Regions from separate parts of the Mus musculus genome. Here regions 2, 3, 4 and 5 are each linked to region 1. A link is a contact called in public HiChIP or PLAC-seq and promoter capture Hi-C data. All regions are on one chromosome and are shown on one strand. Each heading gives the region's core, a stretch centred on a gene start, on an enhancer-like site or on the middle of the called end of the contact. The rest is flanking DNA. Distances are from core to core; before and after follow the strand shown.

The links. Promoter capture Hi-C pulls out the DNA fragments that hold promoters and counts their contacts. HiChIP or PLAC-seq counts read pairs in DNA pulled down with a chosen protein or histone mark.
Region 2: a contact with region 1 is called in an H3K4me3 HiChIP or PLAC-seq map of embryonic midbrain, with 3 times the contacts expected there. The contact joins the promoter of Gltp here to the promoter of Acads in region 1. A contact is called at or near these places in 4 of 39 promoter capture datasets (the 3T3-L1 cell line, embryonic stem cells, hippocampal neurons and 1 more), 6 of 484 Hi-C or Micro-C datasets (the HL-1 cell line and embryonic stem cells) and 6 of 115 datasets of contacts at active chromatin or transcription factors (embryonic midbrain, embryonic stem cells, large pre-B cells and 2 more).
Region 3: a contact with region 1 is called in an HNF4G HiChIP or PLAC-seq map of pancreatic cancer cells. The contact joins the promoter of Sirt4 here to the promoter of Acads in region 1. A contact is called at or near these places in 16 of 39 promoter capture datasets (the 3T3-L1 cell line, the C10 cell line, cranial neural crest and 8 more), 6 of 484 Hi-C or Micro-C datasets (embryonic stem cells, nephron progenitors and rod photoreceptor), 6 of 115 datasets of contacts at active chromatin or transcription factors (bone marrow-derived macrophages, embryonic hindbrain, embryonic midbrain and 2 more) and 4 of 9 other capture datasets (adipose tissue, embryonic stem cells, liver and 1 more).
Region 4: a promoter capture Hi-C map of liver shows a contact between it and region 1, with 2.2 times the contacts expected there. The contact joins the enhancer-like site here to the promoter of Acads in region 1. A contact is called at or near these places in 4 of 39 promoter capture datasets (the 3T3-L1 cell line, frontonasal cranial neural crest, liver and 1 more), 1 of 115 datasets of contacts at active chromatin or transcription factors (embryonic stem cells) and 3 of 9 other capture datasets (adipose tissue, embryonic stem cells and macrophages).
Region 5: a contact with region 1 is called in a promoter capture Hi-C map of embryonic stem cells, with 5 times the contacts expected there. The contact joins the promoter of 1500011B03Rik here to the promoter of Acads in region 1. A contact is called at or near these places in 6 of 39 promoter capture datasets (the 3T3-L1 cell line, the C10 cell line, embryonic stem cells and 2 more), 1 of 484 Hi-C or Micro-C datasets (B cells) and 2 of 115 datasets of contacts at active chromatin or transcription factors (embryonic stem cells and pancreatic cancer cells).

What each region holds. Positions count from the first base shown.
Region 1 is chr5:115,118,007-115,120,824 of GRCm38.p6, forward strand. It overlaps Acads (acyl-Coenzyme A dehydrogenase, short chain), which reads right to left and starts at 1,340. Exons shown (of 10, transcript NM_007383.3): 1 at 1,219-1,340. The coding sequence starts at 1,264.
Region 2 is chr5:114,689,573-114,692,390 of GRCm38.p6, forward strand. Gltp (glycolipid transfer protein) reads right to left here and starts at 1,363. Exons shown (of 5, transcript NM_019821.2): 1 at 1,187-1,363. The coding sequence starts at 1,289.
Region 3 is chr5:115,483,142-115,485,959 of GRCm38.p6, forward strand. Sirt4 (sirtuin 4) reads right to left here and starts at 1,343. Exons shown (of 5, transcript NM_133760.1): 1 at 1,191-1,343. Gm42007 (a long non-coding RNA gene) reads left to right here and starts at 1,309. Exons shown (of 2, transcript XR_878704.2): 1 at 1,309-1,422.
Region 4 is chr5:114,792,211-114,795,028 of GRCm38.p6, forward strand. Ankrd13a (ankyrin repeat domain 13a) reads left to right here. Exons shown (of 15, transcript NM_026718.2): 6 at 1-79. Among named protein-coding and RNA genes, the nearest start is that of Ankrd13a, 18 kb to the left of the region's middle. Within about 2 kb of position 1,346, at least 42 of the 459 cell types and tissues checked have an H3K27ac peak or open chromatin away from gene starts, as enhancers often do. A contact at or near this core is called in adipose tissue and embryonic stem cells, where this site is marked.
Region 5 is chr5:114,812,510-114,815,327 of GRCm38.p6, forward strand. It overlaps 1500011B03Rik (RIKEN cDNA 1500011B03 gene), which reads right to left and starts at 1,467. Exons shown (of 2, transcript NR_027817.1): 1 at 1,271-1,467.

The sequences.
Region 1 (2,818 bases), core at 90-2,589:
CCCAGGGTCTGGAGGAATGGTTCAGCAGTTAAGAGCACTTGTTGCTCTTTCAGAGGAACCAGGCTACAGAGTGGCTAATTGTCTGTAATGAAAGGTCCAGAGGATCCAACACACTCTTCTGGCCTCTGTGGGACACGGCACACTTATGCAGGCACACATGCAGGCAAAGCACTCATACAAATAAAAATAAAAATAAACTTTTAAGAAAAAAAAAGAGCACCACTCCACCCCCCCACCCCCCACCCCCCCACCCCTGTCTCAATAGAAAAAAAAAAAAATGTATTGATACAATGTCAACAGAGTGTTACAGAAAAGCCCAGGCTAACTGAATGCTTAACTGCTCGCTAAACACTTCCTCCATATAATCCCATTTACAACACCTCGGAAATGGATTTTAAGTTTCACTGGGTCTGGGGTCTGGGAGTTCTATAAAATGTGGACAAGAACAGAACTCAGCTCCCGGCAGTGGAAAGATTAAAGAAGTACTTAATGGCTTATTTAACACTGATCTAATTGTTAATGTGACTCTGGATTAGCCAAAGGAAGCGGTGGCCATAGTGTCAGGGCTGCTGCACAGGAGAGGAAACACTATTAAAAATAAGTATGCCGGGCGTGGTGGCTCACGCCTTTAATCCCAGCACTCAGGAGGCAGAGGCAGGCGGATTTCTGGCTGGTCTACAAAGTGAGTTCCAGGACAGCCAAGGCTATACAGAGAAACCCTGTCTCGAAAAACAAAACAAAAACAAACAAACAAAAAAGTAAATGCTAACGTTAAGAAAACACGTTAGATGCCAACCACGATGCATCCTGTGATTTAATAGAGCTCTGAGGATGGAAACAGTTGACACTTGGACCACTTGATGCAGAGAGGTTGAGAGTTATGTCCAAGGTCATAGGTCGGAGTTAAATGCCAAGCCCCTCCCCCCACCCCCCGCCATGAAGGACCAACTCACCCAGAACCTCAGCTAGGACTGAAATGGCGTAAGGGGTGTGGATAGGGCCGCATAAGGGGAGCTGGCGATGAGGGACCCGCGGGAAAAGCGCCGAGCAGGAGCCCGGATCCCTCAGAGTCTGGGCCTTGCACCGGCCAGAGGCTACCAAACTAGGACAAAGGCCACGCGCAGCCACTGGGTGCTGCCCACTCGTCTGCCCGGGGCCACAGCAGGACCGGCCGCCAGGATCTCCGCCCTGTGACCCGCCCTGGGGCTCCGCACTCACCTCTACGGAGAGGGCCACGGGCCCGGGCGAGCAAGGCGGCAGCCATGGGCACAGACCTCCAGGACCTCCTGCAGCAGCTCTGGAGTTCCGGACGGCAGGGGCAGGGCCTGGGCCACGCCCACACGGCTGCAGGGGCGGGGCCGGCGCCGAGCCCGGGCCACGCCCACCGGGCCGCAGGGGCAGGCCTGAGACAGGCTCACGACCTAGGGTCCGGGCCTCACCCAGGAAGTCAACTTAATTCCAGCGACTTCTGAGCCTGAGGCAGAATTGCAGGTTCTCCCTGTATTACGGAGTAAATTCAAGCCCAGCTTGGGCAACTTTGCAGTATCTTCAAAATGAAAGTTTAAAGAGGGCGTGAGGAGGTCCTCCCTGCCTAGCAGACATAAGGCGCTGGGTTCAGTTTTAGGGAGAGAAGAGAAGAGCTAGCACCTACTCCTGCCCACCCACTTCTGCATCCTGTCAGCTGTCAGCGTAATCCCTGGCTCCCTGACCATCTTTGCTCGGCCACACAAGGCAGGCAGCTTTTGCCCTCTTGCCTGGATTTCATGCTACCATTCCTAGCCCACAGTTTTACATCCAGCCTTTTATTTTACTTATTTATTTACTATTCATCTCTCACACTAGTCTGTGGATTCCAAAAGGGCTGGAAGGGGGCTGGTGAGATGGCTCAGTGGGTAAGAGCACCCGACTGCTCTTCCGAAGGTCCAGAGTTCAAATCCCAGCAACCACATGGTGGCTCACAACCATCCGTAATGAGATCTGACTCCCTCTTCTGGAGTGTATGAAGACAGCTACAGTGTATGTACATAAAATAATAAAATAAATCTTTAAAACAAAACAAAACAAAAAACAAAAAGCCTGGAAGGCTCAGTATCTAGCCCATTGCATGGGGATGCTGGGCAGGAAGATTCCCTCCAGCCCTCAGATGTGAATGTGAAACAGAGCTACTGTCTTCTGCACCTCGTGGGGGGGGGGGGGGCAGAGCCCTGCTGGGAGTAGGGGTACTGCCCATTAACTCCAAGGGTTGAGGGTTGAGTCCTAGCACCCTCAGAACAACTTCGCTCGGTCCCAGAGACTGTCAGTGTCATTAGCTCCCTGGTTTACATGCACCCTACATATCTGCTCACTGAACTTCACAGCCCACCACTACCTAGAAAACAATACACTGAAGAGAGGGTGGTAGTTTAGACTGCAAATGATCCCATCTGTCCATTTCTTCCCCCACCCCCAAAGTCTGGAACTGCCTTTAAAGGGGGGGGGGGGCTTTCAAATAACGTGCTGACTCTTTGCCCAATCCTCTGGTCATCCATCCGTCTTCCCTACCTGGTCACCAGACAGAACCGGATGGAAGACGAAAGAGAGACACTGGAGCCTGAGAGGTGGTGCAGAGGGTAGACTTCACATGTGAGCATGACCTGAGTTGGAACCCCAGCATCCATTTGACCTGGGTGCAGGATTCCATCCGATGGGGACTGCAAAGACAAGGATTCTGGGAGCTCACTGACATCCAGTCTAAAGGGGCTGGTGAGTTCCTGCTTCAGTAAGAAAAAACTGTCTCCAAAAACGAGACAGCTGCCAGGCTCTAATGGTGACATGACTT
Region 2 (2,818 bases), core at 113-2,612, 430 kb before region 1:
AAACAACATAATGCTGTCATAAAAACCAAAGCTAACGCCAACAGCTCCCTCTCTCTGGAGATGCAATCTGATCTACAGCTGAGATACAGGCGAAAAAAAGCAGGTCTTAGGCATGCCACGGGTTGACAGAGCACCCACTGGGCAGTGCTGGAGCTTTCTCAGCCTCTGAGAAAGCCTGAGACCTGCTCTCGGGATGCTCCTCCAGGCTGGCGCATTGGGCCCGAAACTAGATTCAAGAACTTCACACAAGTTCCTTTCCACAGCTAACACCCACCCTTCACAGGCTCTCATTTAGTCCCCACCCCCAAACCTGCCATTTCACAGATAGGGACTCCAAGACACAGATCTACATGGCCACACACGCCCTATCCCCACCAGGGGTTGAGTGGGTGCCAGACCTCCTCAGGCTAAGGCGGTTTCAAGGCTCTGTCCAAGTATTTCAACTGGACTCTGTACCCGGGAGCTGGTGTCATCCTGCAAAGTCACCAAGTGAGCTAGCAGGGTAGGGCGCTGGGAGCGTCCCCACCAAGAAGAAAGCTGGGCTCAGGTAGCAGCACCCTCTGTGAACCGCAAGGCAAAGGGCAGGGCAGGAGGCATTAGTTTTCCTTCCACTTTACAACAAGGTCTTAGGCTGGAGGAGGGGCGGGGAGAGAACGCGCCTGAAAGTGGCTTGGGGACTCATTCCAGCGCTCCTGGGAGGTGCTTCAACTTGACATATGGAAGACCGGACTTTTTCCTTTTCGAAAGGGGGTGGGGATCCGAGCTAAGCACCCTGCAGCTGACATCACCCCCACAATCCAGCCCCCTTTCCCAGATGGGGGAAACCCTTTTCATGACTTCCTCTAAAAAGGGCCCTTGAGTTTTGCAGCTCCATCTTCAAGTCCTTGGAGGTGGTGGGGTGGGATGGGGGTGTTCTTTGGTCTGGGATGGGAAGAGGCTGGGGTGGGGGGTAGGGCTTATCGTTCAGAGTGAGGGTGGGGGAGAATTGAGAACCATTCTGAAGGGGGCGGAAAATGAAGCCGGGGATGAAGATGTTAGGCGCAGCCGGAGGGCTGATGAAGCATGCCCACGGTGCAATAGCAAGCGGTGTTTGGGTGCAATGGATGACAGGGAGTTAAGGGCCCGGGTGCATCTGAGGAAGAGGGATCTGGGCAGGTGAGGAGGACTGGCAAAGCCCGGGACTCACCAAAGAAGGGCGGCAGGTGAGCCACAGCCTCCAGGAAGGGCCCGGTCTCGATCTGCCGGTCTGCGGGCAGCGGCTTGAGCAGGTGCTCGGCCAGCAGCGCCATTTCGGGGTCGAGGCCCTTGGTGATGCCCCAGCCCGCGCCGAGGGCGTCCGCGCCCGGGCTGTCGCCGCCCGCCGCCTCCCGGGACGCCAGCGTCGCCACTTCCGCCCGCGCCTCGCAGCGAGCGCCGAGCGCCGCCCGCAGGCCGGAGCCATGGAGCACTCGGCCCCGCCCCTCAGGGGCTCTGCCAATGGGCGCCCACCGCCGCGCCCTTCCGACCAATCGAAGCCCGCCGCCCCCGCAGCCGCCGCGCCATTGGTCTGGAGGCGGGGCTTAGCGGAAGCGCGGGCGTCTTGCACCTGGTGAGCCGCGCCCAGGTTGGGATGCTCTGGCCGGGTTTACAGCTCAAACCCTGACGGGGCCTTGTTTCCCAATCCAGGGTCCTCCAAAGTGCCAGGTTCGCGCCCCACAGCCTACACCCCGGCTCACCTCAGCCACAATGCAGCCTAGCTGCTGCGTCCTGAAACACAGAGCTCAGTGTGTTTAGGGAACACTCCCTAATTCCATGGAGAGATAACAGCCCAAATTCCAAGTGGAGAGCCTGGTACTCCGCCCACACTGAGTATTCAGTAATCCTACTCTGCACTGCTGCTGCTCCGTACTGTGATGGTCACGGAGGATAGAGTGACCATGGCGCTTAAGCAAAGCCTTAAATTGAGGGAGCCGGAGAGCTGTGAGCGGTGCACGGGAAGGGCGAGCAGGGGCTGGGAGTAATTTGGGCAGTGGTGGCGCACGCCTTTAATCCCAGCACTCGGGAGGCAGAGGCAGGTGGATTTCTGAGTTCCAGGACAGCCTGGTCTACAGAGTGAGTTCCAGGACAGCCAGGGATACACAGAGAAACCCTGTTTCGAAAACCAAAAAATAAAGGAAGGAAGGGAGGGAAGAAGGGAGGGAGGGAGGGAGGGAGGGAGGGAGGGAGGGAGGAAGGAAGGAAGGAAGGAAGGAAGGAAGGAAGGAAGGAAGGAAGGAAATTAGTTGTGGTTCATAGTAAGGGCAGTGAGAAGATGTCTAGGGGCCAGAAAAGCATATACTAAATCTTGTTAAATGATTTTAATTTACCCTTTCAGGAGGCAGATGGCAGAAAGATTGACCCAAACTACAGGCATGACCCCAAGAAGTCGCGGGCGGGGAAAGATCCGACCGTCCTTATCTCTTGCATGCCCAGTCACGTTAGATCTCCTACTGATAGGTGCCCAAGCCACCAATTTCAGCTTGTTCCCACCCCACCCAGACTCCCCGCCTCGGGCATCCCAAGATGCAATCTTCCTACAACAGCCTCCCCAGTGTCCCAGCTCTGCCAGAACCCCACCCACCTTTGGGAAGACTCCCTAATTCCATGGAGAGATAACAGCCTGCACTGGGGCCTCTGGCTTCAGAGAGAATCCTGATGGCTCAACCTGCTCCATTCCAGCTGAGACACTCAGAAACCACATGTGACTCGACACAAGAAAGATGGATCTTTTAGATAGTAGCTTGGTGTCCTGAGACAGGTCTTGAAAGTTCACCCATCCATTCATCCTTCCCTTTCTTCA
Region 3 (2,818 bases), core at 93-2,592, 370 kb after region 1:
AGCAGCTGGGTTTTACAAGTCAAGTTAACCCACCAATTGATAGACACCGGAACTCTATTCGACTATGAAAATTTTGCCACGGTGGCCCCGGCCTGGGATTGTAGCACTGGGGAAACAGAAGGGAGGACGGTTCGTCCGGAAGCCCTTCAATTCTCAGCACCTACAATGGTGACTTACAACTATCTTTAACTCCAGTTTCAGGCCCTCGTCTGCGCTCTGCAAGCGCCGAGGAATAAAAGGGATGCGCAAATACACGCGCAGGTAAAATACCCAAACACATAAAATAAAATTTAATTTTAAAAAATTAAATATTTTTTAAAACAAACTTTAAAAAAATTTTTTTTTACTTATTTTATGTATATGAATGGTCAACCTGCGCGTACACCTACTTCCCAGAAGAGGGAAGAACTCATCAGAGATGGTTGTGAGACACCTTGTGGTCGTTGAGAGTTGACCTCAGGACCTTTGGAAGAGCAGGGGGTGCTCTTAACCACTGAGCCATCTCTCCAGCCCTAAAAAACAGACTTTTAATAGCCCATTATTTTTCACCTGCTACTAATATAAACATGTTTTAGTAATATTTATATTTTTGTTAATATTATCTCTCATGGGACTATTTGTTCTATAACTCTACTTGGTTTAAATCAGATATTATTATTATTATTATTATCATTACTTGAGACAGAATTCCCTGTAGCCCAGGCCAAGGAATACAACTAAACCGAATTATATCATTTCTCCAAAAGATTTTTTAATTTTAGTATGTCAGTTTTGTTTTGTCTTTTTCTACACGGTTCTCGGTACCAAATCCAGGGCCTCTGGGATGGACGCTAAGTAATCACTCTGTCTGCTTACCCTGCATTGTAAATTCTGCTACTTGGACACATAAAAATCAAGGCATACAAACTTGCCTGTCTGGTTTTCTAGTTGTAAAGACAAGCCTTTGACACAGTCTTTGACATAATGCGGAGCTATCGAGTGATAGGCACACATATTTAGGCTTGGCTTCCTATCCAAGAAGAGCTCAGGACCCTGCTTTCTCCATGAGATTTCCCAGCTACGTGTGAACGGCTAAACAGTCGGGTTTTGCCGGGATAAATCCTCCTTGTCCCCTCGAGAACAAAAGAGACAGATGGAATCCCTAGTAAGAATGCTCAGCGGGAAACCTTCAGCCGGATCAGAACACTTACCTTCCACAATTCTCACCCAACAGTGGGACTCGCTTGTTACGTGTGCATCTTGGGAAATGTAGTCCGCGAAGCCGATCTAGTTGGAAGAAAACTACAAGTCCCAGAATCCTACGTGTCTCCCACGCCAAGATTCTTGGGCGCTCCTCTACGGATTGCCCGCTGTCTTTCCTGCTCAGCTCAGTTAAGGTTCCGGATATGCTGCTGACGCCTGGGGCAATGATTGCCTTTTGAGGTTCTTGTAGTGTTTGTTTGTTTGTGGCTTGTGTTGTTTGCTGAGAGAGGGTCTGACATATCCTTGTCTGACTCCAAATCCGTGATCCTCCTGGCTCCACCTCCCAAGTGCTCGGATTAGAGGCTTGTGCCACCAAAGAAGTGGTTAATATTTCCCATGTCCTGCGTGCGAAAGAGGATCCAAGCAGTCCTAATTTAGGAATTCGCTCTCTTAAAGAAACTCTTTCACTAGTAGCACAGGACAATAATCTGCCACTCAATAGGCTTAGGCGGAAGAATCACGAGTTCAAGGCCAGTCTGGGTGACTTAGTGAGACCTCGGACTCAAAATAATACTGTAAGAGCACTGGGGCTATAGCTCGGTGTCAGCGCGTTAGCCCAGCCCTGGGTAGCCCTGAATTCACACTAGCGGGCATTTCTCCATCCAAGACGCTTTTTAAAATAGACTGGTTTTTTTTTTTTTTTAATAATGTGTGTGTTTTACCTTCATGCATACAGGAGGAGCTCCTGACGGCCATAAAAGGGCGTCAGATCCCCTGGAACTTGAGTGACAACCTGTTGTGAACTGCCCTGTGGGTGCTCGGGATGGAATCTGAGTCCCCCTGCAAGAGTAGCAATGCTCTTGTTTGTTTGTTTTGGTGTTTTCGAGACAGGGTTTCTCTGTATAGCCCTGGCTTTCCTGGAACTCACTCTGTAGACCAGGCTGGTCTCAGAGATCCACCTGCCTCTGCCTCCCAAGTGCTGGGATTAAAGGCGTGCTCCACCACCACCTGGTGAGAAGCAATGCTCTTAACCAGTGAGCCACCTCTTCAGCTCTCCCAACCCCTCCCCAAAAGACCCTTTCTTTGTTTTTTGTTTTTGTTTTTCTGAGACAGGGTGTTAATGTATAGTCTGACACTTTTTTTTTTTTTTTTTTTTTTTGGTTTTCCGAGACAGGGTTTCTCTGTTTAGCCCTGGCTGTCCTGGAACTCACTCTGTAGTCCAGACTGGCCTCGAACTCAGAAATCCGCCTGCCTCTGCCTCCTGAGTGCTGGGATTAAAGGAGTGCGCCACCACGCCCAGAATTTTTTTTGACACTTTTAATAATAAATAATTGCCCCCTTTGTTTTGTGTTTGTTTTAAGATGGGTTCTCACTATGTAGCCTTGGCTGGCCTGGAACTCCTTATGTAGACCACGCTTGGCCTTGAATTCATGGAGATTCACCGGCCTCCGCCTCCCTAGAACTTTGATGAACTGAACGATGTGTGCCAACACGGTTCGCAGATTTGATTGGTTTTCCTCCTAAGTGCCCACGTCCACTTCCACTGCAAAGTAATTAAATTTCCTGCTATAAGTTAAAGATTGATAGGGGTCTGCCAGGTGGCTAGGCAGGTGAAGCTCTGCCACTTGACAACCCA
Region 4 (2,818 bases), core at 96-2,595, 330 kb before region 1:
AAAGCAGGGAGGTGGAGAGGCGGCTGACAAGCCCAGTCATCAACACCAGCCTGGATACTAAGAACGTTGCCTTTGAGAGGTACGGACTGGATTCCGGGCCACCATCTCGTCTGGGGACTGCTTTCATAAACGACAGGGTTGCAGTGATCGGAAGTTATAGCTGGGTTGGGACTTCTCTAATACGGCGTAATGCTAGTCGGTTTTAAGAGTGATCTCCAGGGCTAATCAAATAGGCATCATAATTGATGTGCTGTGCACGGCATCTCTGTGGCACAGTGTCTTAAGTCTCATCCCTGCGTGCTTCTGTGGGCCCCTTCTTCTGGGCTCCCTGGGTCTTTTTATGTTTTGATAGTTTTGGATGCACAACATTCCTTCATCCCAAAATGTGGAACGTTGAGTTTCCTGATGCTAGAGTTGACTGGAATTGTGCTGATGCTAGGCAGTCAGATTTATACTTAACGTAACGTATTGTCGCCCCAACCCCGCCTGTGAGGCAACAGTGGGGAAGAAGCACCTGAAGGCTGCTTAGTTCTTTCCAGGTCCTAGGAGGCGCTGGGAGCTCTCCGGAGAGCTCTCTATCCCAATGAGATGCCATCCGTAGGCGTCCACTGACACAGCCATCCTGTGCGATGTGCTGGGCAGGGCAGGGCAGGGGCACCCTGAGCAGGAAGGAAGTAGAACCTGCTATCTCTCTCTCTCTCTACCATGGAGCTCAGTGAACCGAGGGTATCTGCAGCATCTCTAGAGTTGGCCTAGGATGTCACGTCTGCTGCCTGTGAGTCAGTGTAGCCTGAGCTCATCTGGTCCTTGTTCCTGGATCCAGGCCTTCTTCTCTCCACGAGTGTGCTAGCTGATTGATCTCTTTAACCTTGTTTTCACCAATAAAATTGGTGAAGAAAACTCAGAGACAGCTCTGTAGTCAATTCTAAAACATAATGGCCCTTTTCTTTTTGGTCAGGAAAGCCACAAAGGCAGGTGTCTGACAGGGACTGGGACATGCAGCCCCTGTCACATCTTGGGGCTGTTTCTGCTTCAGAAGTAGGAATAGGAACTGGATTCTGAAGGAAGTCCTCTTTCCAGCCTACTGGCTAGGGACACTGAGGCTTAGGGGCCAGTCATGGGGTCCTCTGGAGGCTCTTGGCCTGATGGCCTTAGGTTTCAGCATGAGCCTCACAGGCAGGGCGGGCCCTCAGAGGCTCTAGACTAGAGGAGGTGCTGGGTCACTCCTCGGGCATTGTTAGAGCCATTGTTTGCTGTGAAGTGGAGCCTATCCAGGGTGTGTGGCAACTCCTGGCCTTAGTCCACCAAGTGCAGATGGGAAACAAGAGTGTGGCCCTGTGTACCGAGGACGGAGGTACATTGTGTATTCTCGGGGTCACAGGGTTTTCAGACAGCCAGCTCCAGCTGGTTTTCCTGAAGCTGACAGTAGGCCGAGGCGAGGGTGCTGAAAGACAGCTGGTTTTTTTTTTTGGTTTTTTTGTTTTTTTTTTTGTTTTTTTTTGCTTTGTTTTAATGATGTTCATATGTGATCAGTGAACGTTGGAATAAGTAGAGATTGGAGCCGCTCCTGAGTGCGAGGTTTGCAGATTCAAAGACACATGAATGATCAGTTCCAGCGGAGGCTCTCTCCGAGGTTCTTTGCCACATTGCAATGGTTACTGTCATCCTTTTCCCATGCCTATACGAGGAATTCAATGCTTATAAAGCACTACCCTCCCTGGTGAGTTTCAGGGGACGGTATGTAACTGGCCGTCCTTTTCCTGAATGATATGCAGCAAGAACAACATCCCTGCCACTTCAGAGCCGCCTTTAAACTTCATAATATTGAGTCACAGCCCCTGCTACGTGGCCTTTGGTGTGCTGGTCTCAGGTGGGACAGGCAGAAGGAAGCTGGGTGTCCTGTGGTCTTCAGATGCCTTGTGGTGCACACAGACCTGACAGAGGCTCAGGGAGTCACAGCTGGGTTTAACATAGTGAAGTCTGAGCTTCCCAGCTCAGATGCTGTCAGAGCGGGGCAGCCAAGAACAGCAGGAGCAGCGATGGCGATGTGTGAGAGCAAGTAACGACAGCCGAGGAGCGGGTATGTCTGCCTAGCACTAGTGCAGCATGGAACGGAGTTAACCCCGGGCGCATCTGGGGTTTTAGTCACTGGTGGCAGCAAGGGCTGTGACCTGCTAGTCAGGAGTGTAGTCCCGGTGCCCTGTTCTTGTTTGAACAGTGTAAGCTAGAGTAGCCAGCCTTTACCAGAGTCCTTTTAGGACTCTATCTCTTGCTGTGTGGGGTCATCTTCACCCAAGAGGAAAATTAACACCCATGGGTCTTCCTTTTATGATGGGTTCAAACCAATCTATAAAACTCAGTGTGTCGCCTGATTTGATTTACTAGAATCCCACTAGAAATTCCTTTCTATGGAATTTATGTTATGGAAATATAAATTTTACAAACTGCATTCTGCTCTTGTGAGCTGGCTAGCCTGCGACCATCCTCTGAGCTTCCTCTGTGACAAGACAGAGCAAAGGGCAGACGGATGGCAGCTCTCCACAGTGCCAGGAAAAGCTAGGGTGATGTCCTAGACAAAGGCCGGGCAGATGGGCTCCTCCCAGGGCAAGCTGCTCTGAAAAGCAGTCACACCCAGGAGTGGCAGGAAGCTCTTGCCTGTAACTCCAGCACTTGGAGGCAAGAGGCTTACAGGTTAGAGGCAGTCTGGCCCATATAGCAAGATCCCGTCTTTAAACAAAAACATAAAAGAAAACTAATCAGAACTTAGAGGCTGTCCTCTGATCCTGAATACACTTTCCCCTAGAAGTGTGTAGCCCTG
Region 5 (2,818 bases), core at 217-2,716, 310 kb before region 1:
CTGTGTAAGAAATGCTAAAACTTGTCAATTATGAATGGCCATCGCTGAGAACGGATGAGGGATGCAGGATGAGCCCGGTTGCCTAGGCTGAAGCCACAGAGCGAGCAACAGAGGAGCTCACACACCCCCAGGACTCCAGGTTCTCGCTTCAGCAGGTGCGCCAGACAGCACACAGGGGTGCAAGCGCTGGCTCCCAAGCCTAGAACTGACCCCAGGAAAAGCAGCTTCCTGAGGACCAGATGTAGACACTCGACTCGCCAGCAAGAAGGACGCCAAAACAGGATTCTTCTGCATACATTTATTGGGAGAGCTTGATAGTGAAAGCGAAAGACCCCGAGGCCAAAAACCAGTGCTGCTTATATAGGCCTAGGATAGGCATGTCTACACCAGATTGGTTATGCTTTCAGTACCTCATTTACATGCTTCGGGTCAGGCAGTGACTAGGCTAAAAGAAAACTCTACTGCACATGGGCACATTGGTTGTTTACCCATATTCATGGGTAAACATATTCATAAACAAAATCACTCCCACCCATTCCTTAAAGTGAGAAAATGCAGAGGTAAGCCAAGAGGTAAAGCCTCCAAGGGTCACTAGTTCCACTCTGGTTCAATTAAGGTTCAGGATCTGTATCTGCAGCTCCGTGTGCAACCTGTCCAGCTCCTGCGACCAGTTCCCCTTCAGATAATTCGATAAATCTGTACGTTTAATAAAAGAATATTAACATACCTAATGGGAGTAATGCACATATGCAGGGTTGATGCCACACAACTCATTTGTAGGACATCCATCATCTGTTCCATGTTATGTTGTAAAACATCCACTCTTTGATTCACTAACAATAACCCTGAGGCGATATGAGAATCACCACTTGTAGAGGCCCAACTCGCCAGCAAGAAGAACAACACAACAGGATTCTTCTGCACACATTTATTGGGAGAGCTTGATAGTAAAAGCGAAAGACCCCAGGCCAAAAACCAGTGCTGCTTATATAGGCCTAGGATAGGCGTGTCTACACCAGATTGGTTATGCTTTCAGTACCTCATTTACATGCCTCAGGCCAGGCAGTGACTTGGCTGAAAGAAAACTCTACTGCACATGGGCACATTGTTTACCCATATTCATAGGTGTCGGCTTATTGAAATCAGCGCCATCTTGTAATGGCGTTTATTGGCTTCCCACAACCAGAGGCTAGGCCGGCCTGCGCCCCGCACAAGCTCCCCACGCCCGGATCCGGCTGCAAACGCGCACCCTCCCCACCGCACCGCTTACCCAGGCTCTGCCTCCGCAACACCGCGTAGGGCTGGCTTTGCTCCGGCGGCACCCCCGGGCTCGGGGCCTCGGCTCGCCCTAGCAGGAGGCTGCAGAGCATGGGCAACAGCCGCATCCATCCTGAGCGCAGCATCACTGAAACCCGCACTGCACGGAGCGCGGGGACGCCGCTTCCGCCTTAAGCCCCGCCCCTAGACGTTGCCGTTTTTCCGAGGTCCGCCCACTCCGCTCGCGCAGTTGCCACGGAAACAGGGCGGGTGGGGGGGCGAGGGGAGGAGCCATCCCGACCAACTTCGGGGGTGGGGTGGTGAATTATGGTTCTGCGCAGAGGGTTCCAAAGCTGTGGCAAGCGCTCGCGTCGGGCTTCCCCGTGGAAGGCTTTGCTTTACACATTCATACATTCATACATTTTCGTATTAGTCAATGCAGTCCGAAGAAAGAGACACCGTAATCTCATTTTTGAAAACTGTAAGTTATTTTAAACAATATTTTCTTAAATGCTTTATTTATTATTATATATAAGCACACTGTAGCCATCTTCAGACACACCAGAAGACGGCGTCAGAAATCACTACAGATGGTTGTGAGCCACCATGTGGTTGCTGGGATTTGAACTCAGGTCCTACAGAAGAGCAGTCAGTGCTCTTACCTGCTGAGCCATCTCTCCAGCCTGAAAAGTGTAAGTTTTATGTATGTATTTTGCTTCCTTTTGAGAAAGGGTTTCTCTGTGTAGCCCTGCCTGTTGGAACTCACTCTGTAGACCGGGCTGACCCAGAACTCAGAAATCCTGCCTGCCTCTGCCTCTCAAGTGCCCCAAATTCATACAGATCTGCCTGCCTCTGCCTCCCGAGTGCTGGGATTAAAGGCATGCACTAACATGCCTAGCCTATACAATCATTTTTAAGGTTTAGTTTATGTACATGAGTGCTTTGCTTGCATGTGTGTGTGCACTGCATGGGTGCCTGGAGCTGGTGAAGGCTAGAAGTAGTGTGTGTTCCTCTGGAACGGGAGTTACAGATAATTGTGAACCTCCGTGTAAGTGCTGGGAACTGAACCCAGGTCCTCTGGAAGAGCAGTAAATGCTCTTAACCGCTGACCATCTCGTAGCCCCTTTTATACAATCTTAAAATCATACTGGCTGATCTCACTCTTGCTATGATGGTGACATAACGTAAAATTAATCATTTTAGCTACTTTTTTTTTTTTTTAGTTTTATAGCAAGACAGGGTTTCTCTATATGGCTCTGGCTGTCCTGGAACTCACTTTGTAGACCAGGCTGGCCTTGAACTCAGAAATCCTTAGCTACTTTTTAATACAATTCAGCTGTATTAGGCTAAATATAAACCAACACATATAGACCATTTCCAGAACCTTCTCATCATCTCAAACAGAAACTCCAAGCCCATTAGACCATAACACAACTATCTCCCCTGTCCCCATCACCTAGTGACCCATTTTATTTCTGGCCCCTGCATACTTATCTATTCCATATCAATAGGTCATTATCATATAAGTGGGATGTACATTTGCCTATTTGGGTTTTTTTGG